Linked DNA regions of Gossypium hirsutum: region 1 is linked to region 2. Evidence: chromatin contacts called from public Hi-C data. All regions are on one chromosome and are shown on one strand. The core of a region is the stretch at or near the end of the contact, and the rest is flanking DNA. Distances in the headings are between cores, read along the strand shown.

The links. A called contact is a pair of places that touch in the nucleus more often than the background predicts.
Region 1: a Hi-C map of leaf shows a contact between it and region 2, with 3 times the contacts expected there. The contact joins the promoter of LOC107946472 here to the promoter of LOC107910011 in region 2. A contact is called at or near these places in 2 of 34 Hi-C or Micro-C datasets (both in leaf).

Annotation. Positions count from the first base shown.
Region 1 is chrA08:65,742,853-65,746,672 of Gossypium_hirsutum_v2.1, reverse strand. LOC107946472 (homeobox-leucine zipper protein ANTHOCYANINLESS 2) reads left to right here and starts at 1,771. Exons shown (of 11, transcript XM_016880826.2): 1 at 1,771-1,971; 2 at 2,132-2,237; 3 at 2,590-2,639; 4 at 3,421-3,635; 5 at 3,737-3,820. The coding sequence starts at 3,427.
Region 2 is chrA08:64,750,244-64,754,288 of Gossypium_hirsutum_v2.1, reverse strand. LOC107910011 (leucine-rich repeat receptor protein kinase EMS1-like) reads left to right here and starts at 2,703. Exons shown (of 1, transcript XM_016837773.2): 1 at 2,703-4,045. The coding sequence starts at 3,197.

The DNA of each region.
Region 1 (3,820 bases), core at 522-3,021, 990 kb before region 2:
ATATGTCATGATAGCAATTAATTGATTTTTAAAAAATTAAAACATATTAATAAACATTTTTCTATATTTTTACTTTTTAATAATTTCAATTATTTTTAATTTTAAAAAATATTTTAATAATTATTTTTGAATTTTTAAAATTTTAAAAAATAATTAATTGTTAACGTGGCATCCACGTGTATGCCATGTTAATAGACTTTAAATTTTTCATCCATCTTGGAGTGATTTGAAAAATAATACAAGTTTAAAAGTTAAAGGCAAAAAATTAAATACAATACTAAAATGACTTTTTTTAATATAAAATTGAGATCCACATAATACATTATGTTAAAAAAATACTATGTAAATTAGTGTATCCGTGTTGTGTCTTTGTATCTGTTTTTTTCAATAACATTTACTTAAACATAAATATAATATAATTTATTAAATGCATCAACCTTTAAAAATAAAAATAATCATGTTTTAGTCATTTGAGTCTTATCTCGATTGGTATTAACATTGTTACTAGTGTAGAAAGTCGTTAGTTTTAGTGAGTTGAAGCGTATTAATTATCCTCCTATTTAAGGGTTGAGGATGAGCTATAAGTAGTTTTATGCATTGTATAAAAAGAAAAGATATGACAAAAACTTATAATGAAATTAAAGTTAAAAAAATAATCATGTTTCATTAATTGTATTTAAAAATGTGATTTTTATTATTCAAAAGAATGTTATTTTTATAAAATTATTTTATATTTATTAAAATTATTATGCATATGATGATGAGTCCTAACTTATTAAATAATTTTAAATAATTCAGTAGCCTAAAAAATATAATAAACCAACGAGTAGGAGTATTTAAACGGTTAATCAAATTGAACTAGTATTAACTGAATTAACTGAACTTTCAAAAAAATTAAACTTTTAAATTAAATTAACCAATAATTGAGCTTTCAAAAAAATCATTAATCGACCTTTGACCAAATTAGATCAATTAATCGATCGATTAATTAAATTAAATTGATTTAATTAATTAATTTAGTTTTAATCAAAATTTAAACACTTGTACGTTGTAATAAGAAAAATATAAAACTTTTAAGGAAATAATATTAGTTGGAATTTTTAAAATGATACTATTAAAAAATAATTATAAACCTTTAAGTATAAACTGTAAAATTTACTTATAAAATATAAAAATATTGTAATGAAAAGATGTACTAAAAATATCTATATTAGCAAATGATCCAATAAGAGTTTAGTGAACGTTTCCTCCAATAATTGCTTTGATTTTCTTAAGCTTAGGGAAATTGAAGTGATAATAAAACTTGAGACAATCTTAAAATCAAAACCAAATCTTAAGTCAGATATATTTGTAAAATTAAAATTTTAAAAGAAAAATAAAAAATGAGTTGTCGTCCAAATTAGGGTTACAACAGGGCCAACTATCACGGCCGAATTAGATTTAGGAATCTAGACCCTGTCCCCATCTATATTTGCAGAAGTACCGTATTGACCCTAAACAGTACCCTGAATGTCCAGAGTTTTATCTCAGCTTTTACGTGTCATTTTCGGATAGGTTCCATTCGTAAGTTGTATAAGCGGGCGTAGAGAGTATCGAGCACACAGGATTTAAACTCGTCAGAACTACGAGTGTCGCGGACAGACACAAGCGCGGGGGTAGCGCGTGAAAGGCGGATATCCTAAAACGGCAAAACCCGGTTTTGGGAGGTAGTGGGTCCCACACTGCATTAAGCTCTTGATTTCCTCTTTATATTAATTAAATATCATATTTATGGGGAAGACAAAAGGGAGAAGAAGAAGAGGAAGAAAATACCATCAAAATTGAAAATTAAAGGAAAAAAAAGACAGAGAGAATGAGAGATCGCTACAGTCTTCATTAGGGTTTATAAGATCGAGAGTTTTTTTCATTTCCATTTGATATTAAACAAAGGATTAACGAGTTTGACTATTGATTTTCTCTCCCTTTTTCTTTGTAAGTCAGCTTGCAGTATCTTCACAGCTTCCAACGATCCAACCACCATTATAATTAGTAGTAGTGATTTTTTTTTTGGGTTCTTTTAATCTAAAATAAAGAAAAAGAAAAGCTTTCATATATTTTATTATATACTTTGTCCTTCTTACTTCTTGTACAGATCCCAACAGTTAAATAGAGAGAGAGAAGGATCTGATAACCTGTATCTATTCCACTCTGTTCAAAAATACTGACCTTTGCTCACTGTCAAAATAAAAATAAAAAAGGTACTAGCTTTTTTTGGGTTTGGGTTCTTGTTTTTGTGCATTTATTTCTTTCAGCCTGTTTATTTTCTTTACTTGCACTGGAAGATGGAGAGAGAGGGGAAAAAAAGAGAAAGAGGTCAACTGGGTTTTTTCATGCCTTTGATTCTGGTTATTGCTACGTCATATGGTGTTTGAATAGTGTGAATGTGAAAGAGATAAGCTTTGCCTTTTTGTGTATTTGGTTTTGCTTTTTCCTTTTCTCTGTGGGTCCTTTTCAATTTTGTCAAATATGCTGACAAACAATTGGTCAAGCATGATGCTGTGAAAATTTAGGGTTTTCATATTTGTCAGTGTTTCCATGGAGTTTTTTCAGGGATTTCCCTGGCTGAGACGCTGGACTTAGGTAAAGACATAAAAGAGAAGGTGTGAACTCGTTGTTTCTTATTATTTTTATTACAAGATAAAAAGGTGGTCTCTCTTGTCCTGTTCCTCCACTGTTTTCTCTTTCTTAAACTGACTTTTTTTGAGAGAGAGAACAATATTTGAGTCTTTTAGAGAGAGAGAGAGAGGTGTCATGCATGGGCGTTGACAAGGTAGACAGCCTTGTCATTCTGGATTTGTTGAGATGAAATTGTCAAAAAGGTTTTAGACTTTAGCTTAATCTGGGTATTGTTTTGTAAGGTCAAATTAATGGACAAGAAAGCGAAACAAAACTGAAGCACAACCTTGTGAAAGTGATAGTGACCGTTTCAATCAACATAGAAAAACAGACGATATGAAATAATAGAGGGAGTGTGAGATTAAAAATAATTGGTTTCTGTCTCTCTTTTTTTCCTAATTTAATGAGTTTTGGGGGTTTGATCAACAGTAGTAGCAGCAGTGACAGTGGTAGTTCGGGTGCAAGGGTGGTTGTGGCTGATTTTGTTCCACAAAACAACATGCTAAGTTATGCCATTGTTGAGCCACCTCTTCTCACCCAACATATTCCCATATCTATGCTAAGCTCTCCCTCCCTTTCTCTCTCATATGTACTGGCTCATCTCCCTCTCCCTCCCCCTCCCCCCATCTCTCTTTCTCTTTCTCTCTCTCTCTAGTCCATTGTCCTTCAATTAATTTATTACCTACTTTTTTTTCTGAGCTTTGCTGTGTGTTTGTTATTATTTTTAAGATGGGTCATTTATTAGGGGACTTGGTTTTGGTGCAGAAAAGAATGGATGGTCATGGTGAGATGGGGCTGATTGGGGAAAACTTTGATCCGGGTTTTGTTGGGAGGATGAAGGAAGACGGATACGAGATTAGGTCTGAAAGTGATAATTTTGATGTTGCTTCCGGTGATGATCAGGATGCTGCTGCCGATGGACCGTCTAAGAAGAAGAAGTACCACAGGCACACTCCACGTCAAATACAAGAGCTTGAATCGTATGCTTACTTACATTTCACTTTAGCCTAAGGAATTCTTTTTCTCTTTATTTTTAATTTATGGATTTGCTTATTGAAGTTTATCTCTTTCTCTTCTCTAGTTTCTTCAAGGAGTGTCCTCATCCTGATGAAAAACAAAGAATGGAACTTAGCAGGAGGCTAGGCTTAGAGGGCAAGCAAATAAA
Region 2 (4,045 bases), core at 1,454-3,953:
ACAATTGGGTTACGTCTGGGGTGTCATATTTTTTATATGATGTACTATTGTTAGTTTTATAGTTATATACAAAATTGCTTTTCACATATTACCCTTTCATATATTACCAATCACCAAAATAAAATTACCCTTTTCATATATTGAAAGTTTTATGCATATATGCAAAATATTTGAGTAAAAAGAATGAAAAATGGTCTAATATATATACATAAATCTTTGACGACATATTGTTCGGGCCTATTGTTCTTTAATGGCGTCAATCGCATTCAGAGAAAGGTCTTTAAAATTATCTTGCAACCATCTCATCTTTATTCCGCCATCTTGAAACTTGTTCAGCACCTTCCTTAAAAATGCCTCGCCTTTATCAAGAACGACCATTGACCTTGTAATGACTAGCCCATCCACAAGTAAACTGAGTTGTAAAGCTACGTCCTCGAGTGTGATTATGCACGCACTGCACGAAAGATGGAATGTGTGTCTTGGGTCTCCATCTTTCCACCAACACGCTGATAATTGTAGGATCCAGTTTATAGATCCCGAGTATATAAGATGCATGTAAGAATCCTGCATTTTGCAAATAACCACAAATTTTAGTGGGTGCACTATTTGATAAATTGAGTATGAAATCTTCCAAAACATGATCATTTGCCTATTTATATCAATAAAATAAAATAATTTAAAAACTTTAAAATTAACTTAATTGAAAATAACTAAATTTAAAAATTTTCCTTACCATTATCGGTTGAGCGACGGAAATGTGCTTGTCGTCAAAATGAATAAGAGGACTTGTCATTCGTGAAAAATTATTCGAAATAAATTATCTGTGAAATAATAAAATAAAACTATAATATTTTTATACAAATTTATTGGAAAAATTCGAACAAATCTTGAGAAACTTGAGAGTTCAGAGAGAATGAAGAGAGTTAGATTTGAGTGAAAAGAATGAAAAATGGTCTGGTATTTATAGGAAATAAAAGTTATCATTGGGCTGTTTAAAAACTTTACCATTTCCGTGTTTAAATTTTTACCGTTGGGTAAATGACCATCGGAGGAAAGCGCGTCTAGATGAGTGCGTTTTCACACACTCTCTCCAAAATTGACCTATTTCTCTAATTCTTCAAAAAAATGACCTACATGGCCAATTAACAAAAAATAAAGGACATATTTAGACAACTTAGCTTTCTTTCTTTTTTAGTTTTTCATAATTCTAATTTTTTTATAATTTTAGATAAAAGATTTATAATTTTTTTTGTGATTTTTTTTATGTTTTTTAAACAATTTTAAGAAAAATTACTAGATTTCACCATATAGCACAACCTTATGTACCACATGGCGAAGTTAACGGTGTTTATATAGAAATTGACTTTTGAAGGGCTTAATTGATTGTCTATATAGAATAAGAATTCAATTGAGTGTTACTCTTAATTGAGAGTTCAATTGATTATTGAATAATGTTATAGATATTTTTTATATAATAAGCATAAAAAAATAAAATATGTACTATTATATTAATATTTATATGTTTTTATAATTAAATTTAAATAAAAATATTTTTAAAAAATATTTTCTCTCTTTCCTATAAACAAAAACTGTTTGTCGGGGTGGCCAGATTTTGCGAACCAGCCGATCCATGTATTGCTCTAAGTGGGACCGAAGGGACAACTCAGCCTACATCAGGTTCTCATGTCCTTACAAGCAACTCAAAACAGACACCGCCCCTATAAGATACACTCCTTTTTTCTATGTAAATTAAGAGAGCCCTTATGCCTTGTCCTTTTGCACATCCCAAACCATTTATTCCTGTAAAATATAAAATTAAGGCAATTACTAATATTTGTTTAAAAAAATATAAATAAAATTAAGGCAATTATTAGTTATAATTTCGACCAAAAATAATCTTCAGGTTTAAAACTAATTCATTATTGAAAAAAAATATTAAATTTTAAAATTTTAGAATCAAATATTATTTTATTAATACCTAATAGGTCCTATTCTCTAACATGAATTTAAGAGTGTGAAGGGGCAATAAGGTCAATTGGAATAATGCACCTGACCGAAATTAGCATCTGGACCGTCTCATCGGAAGGAAATGTAGGGGTCCATAATTTTAAGGGACCACTCCCTCTCACTCTCACATAATAATGCGTCCAAAATTTTCATCTGATAACTGACCTGCATCACAAAAATACAAAACCAGGATGGATCTGTAGAAATTTTTATTTGGGTGAAGTTGATTTTTTTTTTTAAGTCTTAAATAGCGATTTAACCATAATAATAATAATAATAATAATAATTTGTCTGCCAATGAAATTAAAGCCCTGGTTTCTGTAAGTTCTTGTTCCCAATGCCATGCTCCGCAATCTTCACCTCTTCAGTTTAGTCCAGTTCTTTTACTCTGTTGCTTCATTTTTGGGGGGTTGATAATTGAGATTCCATTATAAAGCAATCTGTTCTGACTACTGAAAATCTCAAGATGAAGGGCGACGACACACATTTCACGCTTACAAACAACCACATCGTTTACTACACCTTTTTCACTAAATTTCTATCTCTTCCATCTTTCAATAATTTCCCCAAATCTTTGAGTATCAGAGATTCGGCAGAAAATTGTACAGTGCACCTACAGCTGCACTGAAGAAGCAAATTTGGGTTGGGGCACTTTTATTTAAATAAAACGTATTTCTTCTAACAACCCAAGGAAATAAACAAAAGGATATCTCAGCTTTTAGGCCTTAAACCACAATCATCCATAGTGTGCTAATTTTATCAAAGCGAAAATTAAAGAAAAGAGACAAGAGCCGGATTCTCTGAAGTAGGGGCCCTTTATAGCTCGTTTGTTTAATATACAAATCAAAAGATTTTTGTTCCTATCGTATAATAATTCCAAACCAAAGATTCAGCCTCAGGGGTACTTGTAATATATGATCAATCAAAACTCATGTGGGATTTTTCTCTCAATAAAAAGATATATATATATTAAAGGAAACACGATTGAGATTTGAGGATTGCAGTTACAAAAGCTCCAGTCACGTGAGCTACGTTGGCTATGGTGTCTTCTTCTTTAAAGTTCACCCAAACCTTTCTTCAGAATTTACTCCCCTTGCCTATGGCCATTATCATCCTTCCATTTTTATCTTTTATCTCTTCTCTTCTTTCCCATCTTCCCCTGTAAATATTACTGTTTCTTCTTTTGGCTATGGAGTTTAAGCTTTTGTTTCACTTCCTCTGTTTCCTTCATTTGTTGTTATCGATATCAGGGGCAACGATAGAGCAAGCGGACGGAAACCCAGACAGGGAAGCTCTGGTTTCCTTCAAAAGAGGGCTTCAAAACCCTCATTTTCTATCATCATGGAACCAAAGAATTCATTTCTGCAAGTGGGATGGTGTCACTTGTCGGCTCGGCCGAGTCACCTCGCTTTCTCTTCCATCTCGGTCCTTGACAGGTTCTCTCTCTCCGTCCCTTTCGTCCCTCTCAAACCTCACCCTCCTAGACCTGTCCTCTAACTCCTTCTTTGGCCAAATTCCGACTGAGTTGGCCGAGTTGACTCTCCTCAAGACCCTCAAACTCGGGTCTAACTCTTTCACCGGAAACATCCCTTCCGAGCTGGGCAGCCTGAATGCACTTCGGACGCTAGAACTTTCCACCAATGCACTCACTGGCACAGTGCCGGCTAAGCTTGGACAGTTAACTCAGCTACAGTTCTTGGACCTGGCTAACAATTTCCTTTCAGGTTCTTTCCCTTCAACACTCTTTGAAAACCTTCAGTCTTTAACCTCTCTGGATATTTCCAACAATTCTTTCTCTGGTAATATCCCGCCTGAAATTGGTGAGCTAAAAAACCTGACCGCTCTTTACATTGGAATCAACCAATTTACAGGGAAAATACCACCTGAAATTGGTAAACTTTCACTCCTTGAGAACTTTTTTTCACCCTCTTGTTCCATAACAGGACCTTTGCCTAAACAACTATCCAATCTAAAATCACTCACCAAGCTCGACCTTTCTTATAACCCATTGAAATGTTCCATTCCAAAGTCTATAGGA